2 separate regions of the Zea mays genome follow, and region 2 is linked to region 1. A link is a contact called in public Hi-C data. All regions are on one chromosome and are shown on one strand. The core of a region is the stretch at or near the end of the contact, and the rest is flanking DNA. Distances in the headings are between cores, read along the strand shown.

Region 1 (4,297 bases), core at 1,626-4,125:
TATCACTTTGATTTGATGTGCAAGCAATCTGCAGCAGAAAAAAAATTACAATAAAATACATAGAAACCAAATGAACTCATAAATATCTCAATCTTTTTTATTACAAAGTACAAAACGTATTGCAGTACCAAGCTGCATGGTAGTTAGGCTTGGTAAACATTGATAGTATAAAGTAGCTAAATATTTTGGGAACTGAAGTATCTGAAACTGAAAAATCACATACTACATTAAGAACAAATATGCAGTTATACACTGTACCTCGTCTTGGTTTCCTGGATTCCATCGGACAGCATTTAGGGGAATTCGGTTAGATATATGGAGCACATAATTTGATGATTCATCTGGCATACCTACAAAGAAAAAGAAATGAGTTGCACACCTAAGCTTATAAGCTAAGAAAACTTTAACAGCTTTGCAAATGAAGATTTAAAGAGTCCTAGTTCTCCCACTCTGAGTGTCATTTTTTCAACTATCTTGGTGTGCTTTGAGAATATACAAATTAGAATTATATTTGCATGGACAAGAATGTATCATCAGAAGGTGCAGAGGTAGCTCTTTGTCTAGGAAAAGTCAGGTTCTTAAACTGATTCCTAGTTTCCAAATCACATGAAGATAGGAAGCTATGGTTAGAGAAAAATAATTTTAACCAGAAGACGATGCATGTTAGAAAGGAGGTCATGTGGGTTCTAGTTTTAACTTACTGCATGGTGGGCCATATTTAGAGCAGTACAAAGTCTCAAAGTCATGCACCGTCAGACACCCTGAGAGTGTCACTGATGCAATGTATATTCCCTGCACCATTAAAATCAGAAATGAGGATGCTCTGATATTACTCGTATGACAAATTTATTCTGACAAAATGGAAGGCAGGGAGCTGGAATTTGCAGTCATGCTAAACTAGAAAAAATATATTTGCACCGAATATGCATTTTACCTTTCTATCGAATTCTATTGCTGAAACACCCTCCCTGTTCAAATACAATAGCTGTTAAAATGGATTAATGGAGCTGTAGGAAGGTGACAATTACATCACTATAAATAAAAAAAATACTCGGCCGGAGAGGGAAAGATCGCCCTCCCGGTATTAAAGACCGAAACATGGTCTCGGCCAAGAAATCCCTGAACACTGGCCCACATCGCTAGCGGGTCGTCACCGCCCACTCTACAACGGCCCAGCCAGAGGGTGGCGCGCAGGCGCGGGACGTAACCTGGGAGCGGGCAAGGGCGAGGCACAGCGAGGGGATTTTTTTAACCAAGCCAGAAATTCGCCCCCGAGGGGAATCGAACCCGAGAACTGGAGGTGCTACTCGGAAGCCTTAACCATTACGCTAGAGGCCCTTTCGCCATCACTATAAATCATGAAAGGTAACACTCCAAAAGCTATAAAAAGACTGACCTTACTGGATGAAAATTTATAGTTGAAGCACTAATTATTCGATCCACCTGATAGAAGCAATCACAATAAACCTGTCAGTTGTATGAAGTACTGCAGCTCAGTGTTACAAGAAAAACATGGACCAAAGGATCAGCATTACGTATGTCCGACACCTTTCCTCGCCATGAATGTAATACTTGTGATCGAAGGCCCCAACCTTGTCAAGATAAAATTAAATGAGAAAATTAAAAACAAGATTGGAAAATGTATATTGAAAGGTAAGAATAAAACAGACAAAAAAATGTCCCCCATTTTCCATTTTCCAGAGATGATATCTAAAGTTCTAAACTCCTAGTCCCCAGTGCACAACCGTTAACACAAACAGACCATAGGAGCTAGTCGGCAAAAGTTGTGAAGCTCATAAGTCATAAAGATATTTCTCCCGGATTACAGTACCTTTATTCTCTATTTTGGCATTGAGGAGCAGATATTCCACTAAATAATTTAACATTTTGTTTTTGAGCAGAAACATATAGCTGTGCTAGGATTAACTAAAGGGGGTTCTAGGCCAGGATAAACTAAAAAGGGATAGTTGCACTAGGATTAGGTTACTATAATTAAACCTTGGCCTGGAGAGTTACCCGTCCTGTTTAACTCCTACTATTAAGAAATCTCAAATGGTCCTGTTTAGCTCCTACTACTAAGAAATCACAATGGCGAACTAAATAAACAACAAAGAACCAAAAGCAAAACTATTATCAGCTATCTGTTTCGAGAGTATGGCACCTCGGTGAAGGAATCAAGAAGGAGGCGCGAATCTCTGTGCTGGAACCTGGAGTCTATGCGGCCGTCCAGCTCCGCGATGATGCGCCTCCACCGGTGTCTCCTGCGGCCCAGAAGAGGTTCAGACTTCAGAGGGCAACGAAAAGCAAAAGGCAATCGAGGGTTGTTCTGAGGGGGCGCGGAGCACCTAGGAGGCGGCGCGGGCTCCTCGCCACAATGAGGCGGCGCCGGCACGAGGAACTTGTCCATAGCCGACGGCTAGGGAAGGCACCACTCGATTAGGGTTAGAATGCCTGTTTGGTAGGACTCCCAACCAGCTCACACGGGCTCCCGCTCCAGCTAAGCTCCATGTTTGGTAGCGGTAGCGCTCCCGAACTCGCTCACTCTCGACGGCGCGGGAGGCCGCAGCGGTGCAGGATGACGAGGAAGGCGAGCTGTGAGAGATCGCCGCGGCTCGGGAAGCCCTCCAGGCAGCCGTGAAGTAAGAGGAGGCTCGCAGAGACCGCCGCCGCCGTCGAATCCTGCCGGAGAAGGGCGGCGGGAGCAGCGGAGAAGGAAGCGACGGGAAAAAAGGCGAAGCGGGGCGGAGAATGGACGGTTGGAGCCGGAATGCCGGATGAGCGCTTCTCACGCGAGCAGGATGCCGAATCGCGGCGGCGTTTGGAAGCGCGCTCCCGAATCTCGCCGAGTGGAGCCGAGTACCAATTACCAAACAGGCTAGACCCAGAGTATGTTCCCGCCAAAATGAGAATTGGCTGAAAATGCAGCTAGCGCGGCGCGCCGGCGCCCGCCCCGCAAGACGCGATTTTTTTCCAGAAGTAGTGTTTGCCAGTTTTTACTTAGGGAACATATCGATGCTCAAAAGGGTACGGTGCTCAAATACATATTTTAAATCTAGAACGTTCATCCAACATCTAACATCTAACAAAAACACTAATTTTACAAAAAAACTTCTTTCACCTTCCTCCTTTGGTGAGAGTGGTTTTTAATCAAATTAACTGTTGTCGCTGGACGTGAGATGGATGTCTCAGATTTAAAATGTATACTTGAGCACTATACCCTTTAAGCACCAAATATGTTCCCTTTTACTTATGCTTAAACACAGGGCCATACATGAAGGGTGCTGAGGCGCCGGAGGCACAGACGGAGGGTGCAACCGCACTCAGGGCTCTAAAAATTGAGAGCCTCTAGCCATTAGATACTAGCATTTTTTTGTTAAACTTATTTATTAAACTAATGTCTAAATTACTTATTAAATATTTTTTCCGTTCTAAAATAATATTTTTAGATTTTACTTTTTTATATTTATATTTAAGATGACGACGAATATAGACACATATATGAAACATATACACTATGAATCCACTAATAAAAACAAATTGAATTCTATTATGATACATACATGATGATTGCTTCGGTGGAGAGAAGCTTTTTAAATAGAAATTTTTTTATGAACAATTTAAGGTCAACAATGACTCAAGAGAGGTTAAATGGTTTGGTGATTCTTTATATTGAAAGGAAGTTGGATGAGATTGATCTCAATGATATAAACGATAACTTTATATCATAAAATGTTAGAAGAAATTTTTAGTAATATCATGTAACAAGTGTTTTTGTTATATTTCTATATTTATTACTTTATAAACTTCAAAACAGTATGACACTTTTTATACGTTAAATATATATATATGTGGATAGGGTCACCATATCGAATTTCGCCTTAGCCTCTAAAAAGTCAGAAACGGCTCTACTTAAATATAAAGATACTCGATAACATATCAATTATGAAGTTGTTTGGTTTGGTGCACAACCACCTATCCTGCTATACGTATGCAAATATAAAGATTCTGTTGACTGACCTAGGTTGTGCAAAAGAGATCTCCTAGACTCGCTCTAGATAAATGCATTTCAGGCTGTCTCCGGCAACGTCCCCTAAATTTGAAAGTCGCCTAGAGGGGGTGAATAGGGCGAAACTGAAATTCACGAAGTTAATCACAACTACAAGTCGGGTTAGCGTTAGAAATATAATCAAGTCCGCAAGAGAGGGCGCAAAACAAATCGCAAGCAAATAAAGAGTGTGACACGCGGATTTGTTTTACCGAGGTTCGGTTTTTGCAAACCTACTCCCCGTTGAGGTGG
Region 2 (4,585 bases), core at 790-3,289, 280 kb after region 1:
TAGACAAAACTAGGAAGCACATAAAGTATCCATATAGAAGCTCAATGCAATTACCTCAATAAGTGTCATTTTATCCATACCACCTTTATCAACTTTATCAATCTCATTGTGGGGAACAGAAATCTGTCAAAATAAGTTGGTTTCTAAAATTCAAATGGTGCTAAGACATGAACTTTGCATTGCACAAAAAAAATGAACCTAATCCAAATAAAAATTCATTCTGAAAAATGGGAGATAGATCACCTGGTAGTTTCGAAACCAAACATGGCCATCCACAATGGAGAAGACAAATACATGGTCATGGAAAGGTTTTGCTTTACGGTGATCTTTAGGAGTAGCAAATATCTGCACAAGTACAGGTAATGGTTTCACGATCATGTTTTGCAAGAATCTTCTAGTTCGTAAGAACTTATTTGTCCCATAAGCAGATGAACATGAAAGTTCACATACATCATCAACAAAAGTTGGTTTGATAGTATAATAAGCAGTATTAACTTCATATACACCCATCTTTTTGTTATACAGTGCAGTGGAAATGCAAGATTAGATAGCAGCATGCATGATGTTATTATGTTCTTATCGTTTCCAAAAAAGAAAGAACTAGAGCCAACATATGATAACCTTCAGTAGTTCAGTGCATGTGGATTAAAATCCAGCAAAAAAGCTAATACAATTTCATTTTTGAAAATTTCGACATTTACCACTGCGTCAAACACCAGTCTGCTCTTTTACCACAGGGTGTCGCAATGACAAGTGGGTCTTGGTCCATCTGTCATTGACACATTCCAGTGCTAAAATAGCAAGGTGGAGTCTGACCCTGTTGTATGTTTGCAAAATCCTCTTAGATTTTTATCATTAGAAAACCAAGTTGTTTCTATAACAAAGAGAAAACGACACATGCAAATCTGGATAACTGGATAGATCAGGGCAGTTCATCAACATCTTAAAAAATGATTAGCAACATGTAGGTACAGCATAACATGTGAAAACAATTACATACATGAGTTATAATTTCCTTCACAAGCTTCCAATGAGGTTGCTCATCAAAATTTGTAGAAAATGTAAGAAGTGGCCGTGACCCTTTCAGATGGTTACCCGTAAGCTTCAACTCCTCCATGGTGTGAACTACATCATCACATCGTGATTAATCATTAAGTCACGACAAAAGCATACAAATTATAAACTGGAGTGCATAAGACAGCCACAGTGTAAGTATTATTCATACCAGCATTAACTAGAAATTTCACTGATGGTCCTCCAGGAGACTTCACCATCCAAAGGTAAAGATCCTTCTGTTTTCGGCACTGTAATACATGAAGGAAAAAACTTTCAATGTTAACAGAACTGTAATAAATGTAAGCAAAAAAGACCATGTCAATGGTAACAAGATTTCCACCATGGGGTGGAAGCATAGTAGAAGAGCCATACCTCGAAGAAGAGACAACTGGAGCAGCTCCTGAGCTCGAGCATCTCGTTGAGAGCGTTCCCCTTGCTCTGCTTCGACTCGACCTTGCTGTCCTTCTTCGCGTGCGGGAGCATCGACAACACGTCCTGCATCAGATGACGATACCTACGTCGAGCACGCACGAGTGAATGGAATCATCCTCATACACCACAGGAAACGAGGCACGACACTGCATGAGGGGAAAAAAAGGGAGCACTCACCTGTACGTGATGCGGCGGGAGCAGGTGATGAGTACCTTCTCCCTGTTCCTAAACGGCGCCACCGCGGCCCTGGAGGCCGCGGAGTCAGGCACGGCGTCGGGGGCCGGATCCTTGAAGCCGAAGAGCGTGCGCTCCGGGCGCGCCGGTGCGGAGTCGTCTGGCTTCTCTGCGCCGGCCGTCTCTGCCTGGGCGTCGGTGTGCTTCCGCTTCTTCGCCATGGCACTAGGTGCGCTTCCGCGTGGGCTCGAAAGCGCCGCCGCGGCGGCGAACTGTCAGTGCCTGAAGGGAGCACCGGAGCAGGCGCGGGGAGGCGAGCACGACGGTGAGCTAGGGTTTAACTGTTAAACTCGGCCGCTAGACAGAGAGAGACGCGCCAAGTAGGCCTGATAGGCCAGGATAGCCTAGCAGTGCTTATCATCCATCACAGGCCAGGCCGAGACGGTCGTGTAAGTAGGTAGGCCAGCCCATTATTCATAGGGGCTGTTTTGGTTCATCTTTTTTCTGACCAGCTTTTCTGAAAATTTAGCTGGGGGAGAATCTGAATATCATTACGATTACATATGGAGAAAAATAAAGTTGTTCATAGGGCTCAGGATCTAGAAAGTGACGGATTTCTACTATTACAATGACTCAACCGATTATGTGTTTATGTTGATTTTGGATGGTTTTTGCCCCAACAAATTTTATAGAAGCTGGTTGAAAAGCTAAGCGTTTGGCAGTCCGCAACAGCTTTTGGTGGCCAGAAGCTGTCAGAAACCGAAACAAACAGGGCCATAGACTCTTATTCATAAGTTGTTTGCGGTTTACCCGACTAGTAACCCGTGCGAGTGCGAGTATGATAACAAATTTATACCCGTGAACTTATATAAGTAACCCTAAGAGTATAATTTTTTGATGAATATATATATATATATATATATATATTGGTACTACAGGATATCCTTATTTGGACCCCATCAAATAAAGTTTAGTGTGCGTCATGTCATTTACTTGAATATCAACTAACAGTATTAAATATATTCTAATTAAAAACTAATTGCCCACATGAAGAAATAAACTATGAAATGAATTATTAAGCCTTATTAATCTACGTTTAGCAAATGATTACTACAACATCAAATGAACAAATCATGAACTAATTAGGTTTAATAGATTTGTCTTATTGTTTAGTTTTGTATAATTAGTTTTATAACTAGAATCCTTACCTCGGTGTTTAGATGCTAGCTAGAAGTATTAAATATAGTATAATTATACAACTAATTATATAGATAGAGATTAAACGACAATATAACCTTATCAAACCTAATTAGTACATAATTTACTCATATAATACTACAATAAAAATTTACTAATCATAGATCAATTAAACTTAATAAATCCGTCTCGCTGATTAATCTACATCTATATAATTAATTTTAAACTATACATTTATTATTAGTATTAAAATATTTGATTTATAACTAGTATTAACATATTTGATTTGAGACGGACTAAGGTCGCGTTCGTTTTGGCCTGTTGGGCGTGTTTCGGGCCTGGTTCCAGGGGAAAGAAATAGCCTGGTTTTGAATTGGGTCGTCCATCCAAAAGGTGTTCGTTTAGGGTTGGGAAGAAATGGACTGGTTTCGAATTGGCCCGGTGTGAACTTCTTTTTCTTCCACCACTGTCTGGCATTAATCCTCGTCTGGTGGCGTCCTGGTCCAATCCGTAACCCTGGCGGCGGAGGAGGCGAAGAGACGCCGGCGCCAGGTGACAGCGTGGCGGCGCCAGGTGACGGCGTGGCGGCGCGAAGCAGCGACGACGGCCATCCTCCCTGCTAGGGATGAAAACGGTCGGAAACGGAATTTATTCGGTAATCAGTTTTTTCTTTGATTGCGAATAAATAGGATATAGAATATACAATATAAATTTATATTCTTGTTTTTAACATCCAGCTTATTAAGATTCATAAAAGGTAAACCTCAAATTCATCATATATTTTCTCAAATAATAGATATAAACTTCGGTATGGATTCGGAAATAAATTCGGTAATTTTTTCAACTTTTTGTGTTGTAGGGAGCAAATAATATATAAAACAACTTATATAATATTTTATTCATATTTGTACTAATGTGCTTGATAACATAAGAAAAGATCAACATCAAATTTTATACATATCTATTTTAAAATATTAAATTTGTTCTAACAGTTCGAATTACCACTTTCATCCCTACTCCCTGCTGCCTTCTCACCAGTAAGCTCTCGTCGCGCTCATCCTCCGCGTGGTCAGGTTCTCCGCGTGTGCTCGTCTGGATCCATGGCGCACCCCTTCCTCCAAGGCCTAGACGCACTCCTTCTCCTCCGGCTAGAGCGGCCCCTGGAAGAGGGCGCCGCCGCGGTCGAGGCTGTCGTGACGATCGCGGGGCAGCAGCTGGACGCGCGGGTGGCCGCGCTCGTCAGGATGCTCGTCGCGAAGGGCAGGGCCGGGATTCTCTGAGGGACACATGAATATAGGCGCCACGCCAAGTGCACGAGCATTCCGGCACCGGCAGCGCTTGCAGAGTTGCAAGGACACTACTACAGTAGGCATGGTCGTAGTCGTAGACCACTCCTGCTGTACTGTAGACCAGCTCAACCTAGGGCGGCCAGGCACCCAGTGGCCGGGCGGCGCACGCAGTTTTGACTGACGGGGAGCAGAGCAGGGAAGCTGCTGGAGAGTAAGGACGCACGCCGGCACACGTGGAGTGGAGGAGAAGCCTAGCCATTTGAAATACAGTTACTTCCATGTCGTGCTCGTGCTGCAGCTTCAGAGCTGGTGCTCATATATGCGGCCATCATCATCAGCTCACCGTTTCTTGGGTGATGCAGCTCTGCGTTGCAGTACAGTGGACCACATCTTGCAAAATGCAAGGGCTCAGGACTGATCTATCTACACATCAGTCG

The links. Hi-C and Micro-C count contacts between places; a contact is called where the count stands out from the background.
Region 2: a contact with region 1 is called in a Hi-C map of ear, with 1.6 times the contacts expected there. The contact joins the promoter of LOC100216595 here to the promoter of LOC100382616 in region 1. A contact is called at or near these places in 2 of 25 Hi-C or Micro-C datasets (ear and tassel).

The regions. Positions count from the first base shown.
Region 1 is chr5:182,812,865-182,817,161 of Zm-B73-REFERENCE-NAM-5.0, forward strand. LOC100382616 reads right to left here and starts at 2,876. Exons shown (of 18, transcript NM_001175341.1): 1 at 2,346-2,876; 2 at 2,162-2,261; 3 at 1,536-1,592; 4 at 1,397-1,443; 5 at 935-968; 6 at 702-792; 7 at 259-350; 8 at 1-28. The coding sequence starts at 2,407.
Region 2 is chr5:183,094,116-183,098,700 of Zm-B73-REFERENCE-NAM-5.0, forward strand. LOC100216595 reads right to left here and starts at 2,040. Exons shown (of 8, transcript NM_001143009.1): 1 at 1,666-2,040; 2 at 1,429-1,570; 3 at 1,226-1,304; 4 at 1,001-1,125; 5 at 244-345; 6 at 55-123. The coding sequence starts at 1,883.